Regions from separate parts of the Hordeum vulgare genome. Here region 2 is linked to region 1. The links are chromatin contacts, called in public Hi-C maps. All regions are on one chromosome and are shown on one strand. Each heading gives the region's core, a stretch centred on a gene start, on an enhancer-like site or on the middle of the called end of the contact. The rest is flanking DNA. Distances are from core to core; before and after follow the strand shown. Region 1 holds the start of LOC123429405. Region 2 holds the start of LOC123424638 (BRCT domain-containing protein At4g02110-like).

Region 1 (5,172 bases), core at 1,885-4,384:
ATGCTGTTGGCCATTGTACAGCGAACTAAATGGGAAGACAGCTGTGTTAGACTCTGCAGCCTTGCTGAAACATGGGTATTTAACTGGGACTAACCTGTCATTCTTCATGTTTCAGATCAATCTTCTTTCACGAACGTAGCACGGCGAGCGACACACACCATCTTAGCGTTGTCCGGGATTGCGCACAACAAGGATAGGGTTGTTGCAACACCTTTTCCTTTTCCTAGCCATTGTTGCCATGCCTGTGACGGCCGAGAGCCAGCGTTTCTCATGAGAACTATCTGCTCGTCATGCTTCAACTCATTCGTCGGTGATGTTGTCAGTCACATCGCCAGTATGTTTTCCTGATGTAGGTGGTCTTTTTAAGCTGGCATTTCTCTCTCTCTCTCTCTATTGGTGTCATTCTTTCAATTATAGACAGTTGGAAAGATTATACGGATACGAACGTGTTAATGAATGTTGGATAGCTTGAAATACAGTCATTTCTAAACCATGCACTTTCTCTTGGAACTAACTTCTTAATTGAGTTGTCACCAACCCCTATTGGCCAATGTCAGGTCTTCCAGTATCTTCCTGAGAAGGGGGGCACTGATGATCTCTTGTCTTACAGTATCTTCTATGAATCTAACTCATCAATGATATGGTGTCCTCTGATGATCTTTTTGTTACAAACTGTCAACTTTGTTTCCTTTCTTTCAGTTGTTTATGTCCTCCTCTTGAATACAGTTTGGAGTTTCAGTTCACTAGTAGGTTGATTTCTGGAATTATGCTTTATCCCGTCTCTTATTTATCACAAGAGAGAATACGGATGAGATTTTTTTGTTTTGAATATTTAATTAATATTTTGAGCATAACCTGGTAAACATTAAAAATTGAGAATCTGATATATAGGGCCAAAGTTTGTATATATACAAGGCCCTGTTTGGTTTCAATAAGTCAGGTGACTTAAAACCAATGACTTATAAGTCATGCCTGTTTGGTTGTCATCTGACTTATAAGTCACCTTTCATGTAAAAGTGGGTAACTTATAAGTTTCAAGTTGGGATGGAGCAACTTATGACTTATAAGTTGGGGTGACTTATAAGTTGAGTCTGTTTGGTTAAATAAGTCACTTTTTGCACTTTTCAACTTATAAGTTGGTGACTTATTTGGAACCGATTGCGGTGATACTTTTTGCTGGTCTTAATTTGTCTTTTGAGGGAAGGTCAAGCTGTCAAAGCCTATTTGTTTATCATGTGCTAGATTTGATGTACAGTTTGTACATCTCTGCAAAACATGTCATTAGGCAAAGCTTGTGTGCTTTTCACTTACTGTCCATGTGTACGGCTTGTGTAATTATGTTAAGATCTTCTTTATTTCACTGTCGATCGCACTGTTGTTACCTTTTCGGTCAGATTAACCCATCTTCGTAGTCCCCAGCTTGCTAAAGAGCTGACAGATTTGCAGTTGGCATGTGTGCAAAAAAATTATAAAAAATATGTGGAACGATGGAGTGGGTTTAATACTCCTTGAATTGTTCCTGCAAGATCTGCATGCAAAAATTTACTGGCATCCAGCAGCATCGCTCATTCATTGCCTGCCAAATGGACAGATTTTCCATGTCAATCAACCACCCTGTTTTTTTTTCTTGAAACTTCTGCTTTCCTTCTTTTTTGAAACTCAATCGCCAGCCATGTATGTCGGTGAGCGGCTGGAAAATCGTTGGAGACAATCTCAATCTTCTGTCATCAGTGGCATATTCGTGCATTTTTCTGTCATGGTGAGGTTCCAGTCACGGACTCTGGTGGTCCATGGAGGCTTTCAAATTCAAACTTCAAATTTCATGAAAATGCATGGTATAATATTTCAATTTTTTTTAAAAATACATAAATAGATGATGGTATAATAGATAAGTGTGTAAATTTTCAAAACTAAATACGTTGAAATGAGGGCTATGTAGAAAAGACAAATCTAAAGCTTTTTAACACATACCATTATTCATCTTTTCAGATCATGAATTTGTCTTTTTTATACAGGACACGTCTCAAAGTATTTTGGTCTGGAATTTTACACACGAGTCGCACATTTGTTTATTTGTGCAAATGTTTTTCAGAGTTTTTGAAATCATTTTTTTTGGATTTTGGATTTTTTTATTTTTTTTGGCTTTCATGGCTTCCGGGTGCCGAAACGCCATTCTGGGGTTTAAGTAACACTCCTTGAATTGTTCCTGCAAGATCTGCATGCAAAACTTACTGGCATCCAGACCAGTAGCATCGCTCATTCATTGCCTGCCAAATGGACATATTTTCCATGTCAATCACCCACCCTGTTTTTTTCCCCTGAAACTTCTGCTTTCCTTCTTTTTTGAAAATCAACCGCCGGCCTTGTATGTCGGTGAGCGGCTGGAAAATCGCTGGAGACAATCTCAATCTTCTGTTCGGAGCGGCTGGAAAATCGCTGGAGACATATTTTTGCTCAATCACCCACGACCCAGTTGCAGCAGAGGGGGTTTGCGACTGGCATCCCAAGCTAGCCCGGCGGCGTCGGAAAGGGATAAAGCAGCAAAATCCTTGCACAAAAGAAGAGAAAAAAATATACATTCTTTTTTGTAGACAGTAAAGCAGCTAGCACCCTAATCCCTAGTGCTTCTTGTATGAAGCAAGGTATGTGTACACAGCGGATATGCAGCCACGGCTGCTTGTCGTCCTCGGAGAGGAAAGATATCTCCGGTCTCGGTGCTTTCGGCTCCACTACGCGCCGCATCATGGTGTGGTTCCAGTCACGGAGCACACGCCATTGCTCGTCATCCAGCCTCCTCCATCCCCGTTCCGTTCGTGTCCGTCGACGAGCACAAGTTGAACATCGATCTGCTAACAATTTTTTTAAATACTAGACCTGTAAAATATTACTGTATTATATTATATGGTATGTATGGAATTGGTGAAACGGACACATTGCTTGTCTCGAGGTGACGAAAGGGACAGTCGTGTGGAGGACTTTGAGAGAGAGAGAAGAGGGCATGTGACGCGGAAAGGTATACAATGCGACTATCTATCCGGCGTGGCCTGTGGAGCGGCGTTTCCGAGGCATCAGATTCCCGATCGGACGGCCGTGGAGGCGACGGCAAGCGCCATATGAGCCGAGGTCCCGAGCATAGGATGCCGCTGGCCGCCAGTTGGGTCGCTGCGGCCTCTTCATATCACGCACAGCAACGGCCCTCTGCCTTGCGCTGCAGCAGCTAGCTGCCCTTCATTGTCGTCGTGCCGTGCCCCTGCCTGTACCTCCCTCTCCCCCGCGCGCGCTCCTCCAGCCTAGTGAGGGATAGATGGCGCCGACGTACCGGCCCTACGCCGGCGAGTACGGGGCGGTGGAGCGGAAGGTGGCGGGGGCGCGGTGGGCGGCGTCGGCGTCGTCGGTGGCGTGGTTCGTGGGGGACCAGGCGGAGATGAAGCGGCGGGGGAGGGTGGCCGGCTACAAGGCCTACGCCGTGGAGGGCAAGGTGAAGGCGTCCCTCCGCAGGGGCCTCCGCTGGATCAAGGCCAAGTGCTCCCACATCGTCCACCGCTAGCCCGGCCATCTCCTTCCTTCTTCCTGGTACAGCTTCTTCTTCTCCCCCTGCCTCCCTCCCTGCCTGCCTGCTGTTTCTTCGTCCACGCCGGCTGGTCTCATGGATTTCTCGCTCGCCGGATCAGTCTTGCAGGTGCGCCCTTGTTAGCCGGAGACGGACGATGGGTGGACGGTGGTGGTCACGACGGATGCGCGAGGGATGCAGCCAAGAGACGGACGGAGTCATCGACCATTCCTTGCGAGTAGATTAGTCAGTAGTGTAAGTCTGTAAGAGAGAGATCATCATGCATGGGTCCTTTTCTTCTTCTTCTTCTTCTTCTAGTTTTTCTGTTGTCGAGAGCGGGAGAATGTTTGTTTCCGGGGTATCAAGCAAAGTTGGCCGGCATCACACGCGATTCCTTTCTGCTTCAGTTTCAGATAATCTGCTCGTGCGCGCGATTCCTTTCTGCTTCAGTTTCAGATAATCTGCTCGTGCGCGCGATTCCTTTCTGCTTCAGTTTCAGATCACCTGCTCGTGCGATTCCTTCCTTTATAAAGGAGTATGCTACAGTTTGCCTCCGTTTGATGCCCTCAGACCTGAGTGCTTTGGAAAACAGATTAATCACCAACTGAATCCATCGTGCAATGACCGAGAACACGCGCGAGGGAAATCAATGCAACGGGCACACGAATGAGGATGGATCCCATCCAACGGCACACGCTCCAGAATCACGGGACATGAGCAAGGTCGGCCGTAAGGCAGAACGGTACTCAGAAAAGCTAGAAAAACTAGAAAAAGAAGAAGAACTTCAGATTTCTCTAGTTCGACCCTGTGGCACATGGCGCTGGTCGCCCTGCCACGTCGTCCTCCGCTGGTCCCAGTCAACGCGCCCAGCAGGTTGTCTACCCGGGCCTGGCTCACCAGCCCATTGCCGTCAGAGACCAGAGCCCATAATCAGCCATTTTTGGCGTCTGTTTCAGGCAGCGGACGGCCTACGGACGCGACAAAAGTAATTGCATCGTCCTTTGACGTGGCAAAGCAAAAAGAAAAAAAAAGGTATGTTGGAGAAGTGGGGTATCGATCCCCATACCTCTCGCATGCTAAGCGAGCGCTCTACCATCTGAGCTACATCCCCTTGTTGAGTATGCAATTTCTCTTCTATAATTTAACTTTGGCTTCATGGAATGTTGTTGAACCCCCAACTATTCCGAGGTCGACAAGAAGGCAAAACGGTACTCCTATATGATTGGTTCTAGGAATCATTTGCACTCCCTCTATCTTTAAATAAGTGACTCAACTTTGTACTAGTTTTAACATAAAATTAATATAAAGTCAGGTCACTTATTTTGGAACGGAGGAAGTATTATTTACAGAGAATGACCAATTTTACAAGTTATTACCAACAAGTTAAAGAATTAAAATAGATGCAAATGGCAAAGCTCCACCATAAAAAAACTAGATGTCACATCAAAGTACTTCAAATGACACATGCCAAGACTGATCGGGTCCACGTGACAATGGTTGCGGTAGTCGGCTCTTCTTTGATATGTTCATGGTTTTGTCTCGGTTTGTTTGTTGCTATGGAGTCGAAGCTGCGGCGACGGTGCCCTGTAGTATACGATGACTGGCTGTAGATAGCCCGTCTG
Region 2 (5,172 bases), core at 1,495-3,994, 260 kb after region 1:
GTGTTTTGATCCTTTACAAACTATAAGGCTGGAGAGATTGACAACCTCTCTGTACTCGTTGGGAGCAAAGTTACTTGTTGTGTGTGCAGGTCCACGTCTTCTGCTAGCGCCAGGGTGGAAGACATCTATTTGTTGAGCCTAGGAGTCCTCCTGGATTTGATAAACCTTTCAGTCTCTGTGTGAGGGAAATTTGCTGCTGACTACATTTCCACCTTCCACTTGAGGTCCAACGAGGGGCGATAAGTATATACATCACCTAGTCATCAGATGCCTACTCCATTTCTGTTTGCAACCGTCCCCATGTACAACACCTTAAAGTCGGTACCCCCACCTCCTTCGCCTTCTGTCCCCTCCATTTGGTCTCTTGGACGCAAAGGATATCAACATCTCTTCTCACCGCTGTATCAACTACCTTCCGAAGCTTATTTGTTAGAGACCCTATGTTCCACCTACCTAAGCAAATCTTCCTAGACTCGGCTAGCTTCCTTATCCTTCGCACTCGTCGAGTCAAATGCGAAGACCCTTGCTCATTTTCCACTATACCCGGGCGCCGATGTAGCGCGTCACTAAGGATACGATGACCCAATCCTCGCCCACTTGCCACTTTATCAAGATCACGATACGACACACCACTTGGAGGGTGATGGCCCGACCCTTACCCATTTGACACCACACCCACGTTCCGATGTAGCGCGTCGCTCATGATATTACGCCCCAATGAAAATCTTTTGCATTTCATCTCTATAAGAGTGGTTGGGTTTTGACGTTGGCTCGTCAAGCGTACCACAACCCTCCTCCTTTATCCGGACTTGGGACCCGCTATGTGGAGACAACATAGGCGGAGTTCAAAAACAAAAAATATAAAATTATAAAATTGTGAACAAATTTTAAACATGAACAAATTTCAAATTCATGGAAAAATATAAAATTATGAACATTTTTCGAATTGTGAACAAACTTTGCAACAATAAACATTTTTCGAATTATGAACAAATTTTGAAACATGCACAAATTTCAAATTTGTGAGCAAAATTATGAACAATTTTTGAATTGTGAACAAATTTTGAAGCTACGAACATTTTTCAATTGTGAACAAATTTTGAAACATTAACACAGTTCAAATTCATGAATAAAAATTATAAAATTATGAACAAATTTTGAAATCATAAACATTTTTTGAATTGTGAACAAATTTGGAAACCATGACCATTTTCGAATTACGAACAAATTTTGAAACTATAAACAGTTGTTAAAAATAAACTTGACAAAAATAAAAGATATAAAAAGAAAATGAAAAAAGAAGAGAAAACAAGAGAGAAAAGAAAAAAGAAAGAAAAAATAAATAGAAAAACGAAAAAAAGAAAGACCAAATGAAAACTGAATAACCGGTTCAAGGTGCCTAGAAGTTTTTTAAAACCAGAAAAAACCGGCTGAAAAACCTCTAGAAGGTTCTCAAAATCGAAGCATTGGAATGCTTAAACGGGCCGGCCTGTTGCGTTGCTGATTGGTCTGTGCGAAGTGGTGCTCCTATTCGGCGCCTTTAGCGCCGGTTAGGAAAACCGGCGCCTGCAGGGCTCCTCTTCATGGGCGGCCCATGTAAAAATCCGTTGGTTATTAAAAATTTAAAAGGTTCACAAATTTTTAAAAAGTTCAAATTTGCAAAAAAAGTACATCACCAATTTTTGAAATTTGTTCATGGATTTTAAAAAAAGTTCACAAAATTCAAAAAAAATCATGAATTTTGAAAAAAGTTCATAAAATATTTAAGATCATTTAAGTGATTTTGAAAAAAGTTCATGAATTTTAAATTACCATTAATTTTCAGAAATTGTTCACGAATTTACAGAAAAAAATCATTTATTTTCAAAAAAGTTCACAGATTTCAAAAAATTTCATGAAGAATCTCTACACTGGCCGGCCCATTACGGAAAGGGGAAAAACATGTTTTTTGTTTTTTTCTATCGCGTGAGGCATGGTTTTTTCGTTTGGTGTTTTTTGTGATTTTTTTTTTCTTCGTTAAACCCTATCAACATGGGATCTAGTTTTGAAGATCTCGAAGCGAGAAAGCCAACAGTGAAAACGGTTCGAGATTTGGACGCACGGTTTAGGAGATTAAACATTTTTAAAAAACGAATCTACGAAAAAGGGAAAACTTTTTGGTTATGACAAATAACACGCATGCAGTACGTCACTTGTCACAACCTATAAAAGATGAAAATAATCGTTGAAAGGTATACTCGCTAACCAGTGATTTCGTTGGTCGGGCCGTACCGTGCTCGGCCTGTTTAACCTGGACCGGCCCTTGCCGGCCCGTTTGGCCAGGTTTGCTTTGACCCATTCCGTTTGGGAACCGCGCGTCCCCGGCGGAAAACCAAATTACAAATTTTACAATCTCCAACTTTCCCTCCGCTCCCGGACCAAACGCAACAAAATCCACCCCCTCCCCCCCCATTCCAACCAGCCTCGCGCGCCGACCAACGGACCAATCCCAAATCCTCTAACCCTACCCCCGCCCCGGACCCTGTCCCATCCATGCGCCCGCACGACGGCGACGAGCGCCTCTTCGCGGGCGTGCGCTTCGCGCTCGTCGGCTTCGACCCCGCCTCCGAGTCCCAGGTGCGCCCGCCCGCCTCGACGCGGTTCCCACTCCCACGACCCACCTTTTTCATCTCGGTTCCGCGCTGGCTAGGCCCGATTCGGCCCAGTTCTCACCGTGTGATGTCTCCGCGTCTGGCAGTATCGGTCGGAGATGGTGCGGCGCGGCGGCGCCGACGCCGGCGGGCACGCCGCGGCGGGGTGCACCCACGTGGTCGTCTTCGGCCTCGTATACGTGAGTTCCCGCTTCCCCTGCTCCTCCGGGGGTTTCGTTGGGGGCGTTTCTCGCGTGACTTAGTTCAGTGGTGTCTCTGCTTGAACTGAAATCTGTGTAGGACGATCCAGTTTGCGTGGCGGCGCGGGAGGGCGGGAAGAAGGTCGTAACTGAGCTGTGGGTGGACGATAGCCTGGACGCCGGAGCGGTCGCCGATACCGACCGGGTCAGTTCCGCTATCGTACTTGCATCTCTACTGCAATTAATCCGGTACATTTGTTCTTTATGGACAGTACAGTGTAAACCATGCCTTTTGAATAAGTTCCCCAAACAGTTGTCTTAAGAGAGGACCCTTTGGTTTGTCCCCTATGAAATGATCTTATTTCTGCGAGTGGTTAGTTGGTGACTTGAACTTCGTTTGATTTGATAGGTACTATACAAGCCATTGAGAGATCTGGATGGTATACCGGGCAGTGAATCGCTTAACATTTGCCTGACAGGGTACCAAAAGAATGGGCGTGAAGACATAATGGTAATACTGCTGCTTTTACCTTTATACCTCCAAGCCTAGAGGTCTATGATTGTTAATTCATAAAGCCAATAACATAGAGTATCTGGTCAGTATCATTTTGTTATTGATCAGGACAGTTATGATTTCCTTCAGTGGATGGATTGAAGATACTTGGTGGTTAAGTTTTGGTCCCTTGTTTGGATAGCTTATAGTCATGCCTTTGATTCTAGCAAATTGTTTTTTGTTGTTGTGCCAAGTTTGGAGTTAATTATATACACTTAAACTGCTGAATCAGTTTACGGATACCAAACATGTTAGAAACCAACATTTCTTCTGCATAGCCAAGATTCAGAATGCTACTGACATAGATCCACCTGTAGCAGTTAACAAATTTTCAGCTCTTTTCTTGTAGGGACTTGTAGTTTCTCACACTTGGGTTTGAACGCTTCATTTTATTTTTGGAGTTCTCATCCCAAAGCTGTAGCTGCTTAGGCAGCTTAGTTTTATTTGTCAGTTTTTAGCTATGTTAGTTTAGTTTGGCTATTGCTGTTTGGTTTGGAGCTTTTGCACCATCTGGTTTGTTTTGTACTTAACGCCCTCTTAGGTGTTAGTCTTCTAACATACAACGATGTGTGTTTGAGGAAAAATATTTCTGACCATTTATTTCACTACTGAATATAGAAAATGGTTACTTTAATGGGAGCACAGTTTTCCAAGCCTTTGATAGCACACAAAATCACCCATCTAATTTGCTACAAATTTGAAGGTATGTTGTTTTCTTCGTAATTTCCATACAGTTTACACTTTTTCAGTTAGTGTTCACTCTCAGTTTTTCTCACCCCTATTTCTATCAGGTGAGAAGTATGAACTTGCTAAAATGGTGAATATCAATCTTGTTAATCACCAATGGTTGGAAGATTGGTATGTTTATTTACTAACCAGTCTTGTAAATAAGTTATCGTGTCATGTCATGGTTATTTCTGCTGAAACACCGGATATGATTTTACTGCAGCTTAAAGGCCTGGGAAATTCTTCCAACTGAAAATTATAACAGAAGGTAAGTGTAGAAGCAAACCAACTTGCTATTATCTTTGATATTTCCCACCCTTTCATTTTAGCCATCGGGTTTATATGTCTTGTTAATTTTCTCATAAGAATATGCAATGTATATCATGCACTTCATGGGTACTGAATCAAGTGATTTGGTCACTTATTTATGCAGTGGATGGGAACAAGAGACGATGGAGGTACAAGTTCAGGACTCCGAAGATGAAGCAGAAGATGCTGGCAGAGGTTTATCTCATAGCAGAAGCATTGCCGGAAGTGTGTCTGTTACAGGGATCAGAATGGGAACTCATGTTGATCCTGATGTCCCCTCATCTGTTCATGGTCTTACTGTCTCCCCTGGCAATACCGAGATTACTGCAGGAAGACACCTGGGCACTCCAGAACAGGGCAGTGAAGATCTATGCATAAGGCCCCTTGATGTTAGAGCTGACATACAAAGCACTCATAACACAAATGGTGTGACAAATTCTGCTGATCTTGAGGCACACGATTCTATCCATCCTCCTATTAACTCCAGTAGCAATGAAGAGGCTCCTGGAGATCACAAGACCAGAGATGAAATCAAAGATGGTGATAAAAGGCCACTTGCCGCTTCTATTCTCAACACAAATGGGCTCACAGATTGTGCTGATCATCTTCTACATCAAGCAACTATGGTATCTCCTATTCCAGCAGTCAACAAACACAACATTGATGGAAAATATTTGGACAATCCCTGTCAGTTCACTGGCAACAATGTTAGTTTACTAACATCTTCTGCAGAGAGTCTCTTGAAGAAAGCATT

Evidence for each region. Hi-C and Micro-C count contacts between places; a contact is called where the count stands out from the background.
Region 2: a Hi-C map of leaf shows a contact between it and region 1, with 4 times the contacts expected there. The contact joins the promoter of LOC123424638 here to the promoter of LOC123429405 in region 1. A contact is called at or near these places in 3 of 6 Hi-C or Micro-C datasets (leaf and seedling).

The regions. Positions count from the first base shown.
Region 1 is chr2H:30,468,692-30,473,863 of MorexV3_pseudomolecules_assembly, forward strand. LOC123429405 reads left to right here and starts at 3,135. Exons shown (of 2, transcript XM_045113447.1): 1 at 3,135-3,573; 2 at 3,672-3,934. The coding sequence starts at 3,305. The coding sequence ends at 3,547. It overlaps LOC123424637 (trichohyalin-like), which reads left to right. Exons shown (of 4, transcript XM_045108273.1): 4 at 116-493. The coding sequence ends at 348. It overlaps TRNAA-AGC (a tRNA gene), which reads right to left and starts at 4,661; the gene lies at 4,589-4,661.
Region 2 is chr2H:30,730,385-30,735,556 of MorexV3_pseudomolecules_assembly, forward strand. It overlaps LOC123424638 (BRCT domain-containing protein At4g02110-like), which reads left to right and starts at 2,745. Exons shown (of 9, transcript XM_045108274.1): 1 at 2,745-2,830; 2 at 2,931-3,035; 3 at 3,240-3,341; 4 at 4,002-4,086; 5 at 4,175-4,241; 6 at 4,333-4,377; 7 at 4,543-5,172. The coding sequence starts at 2,750.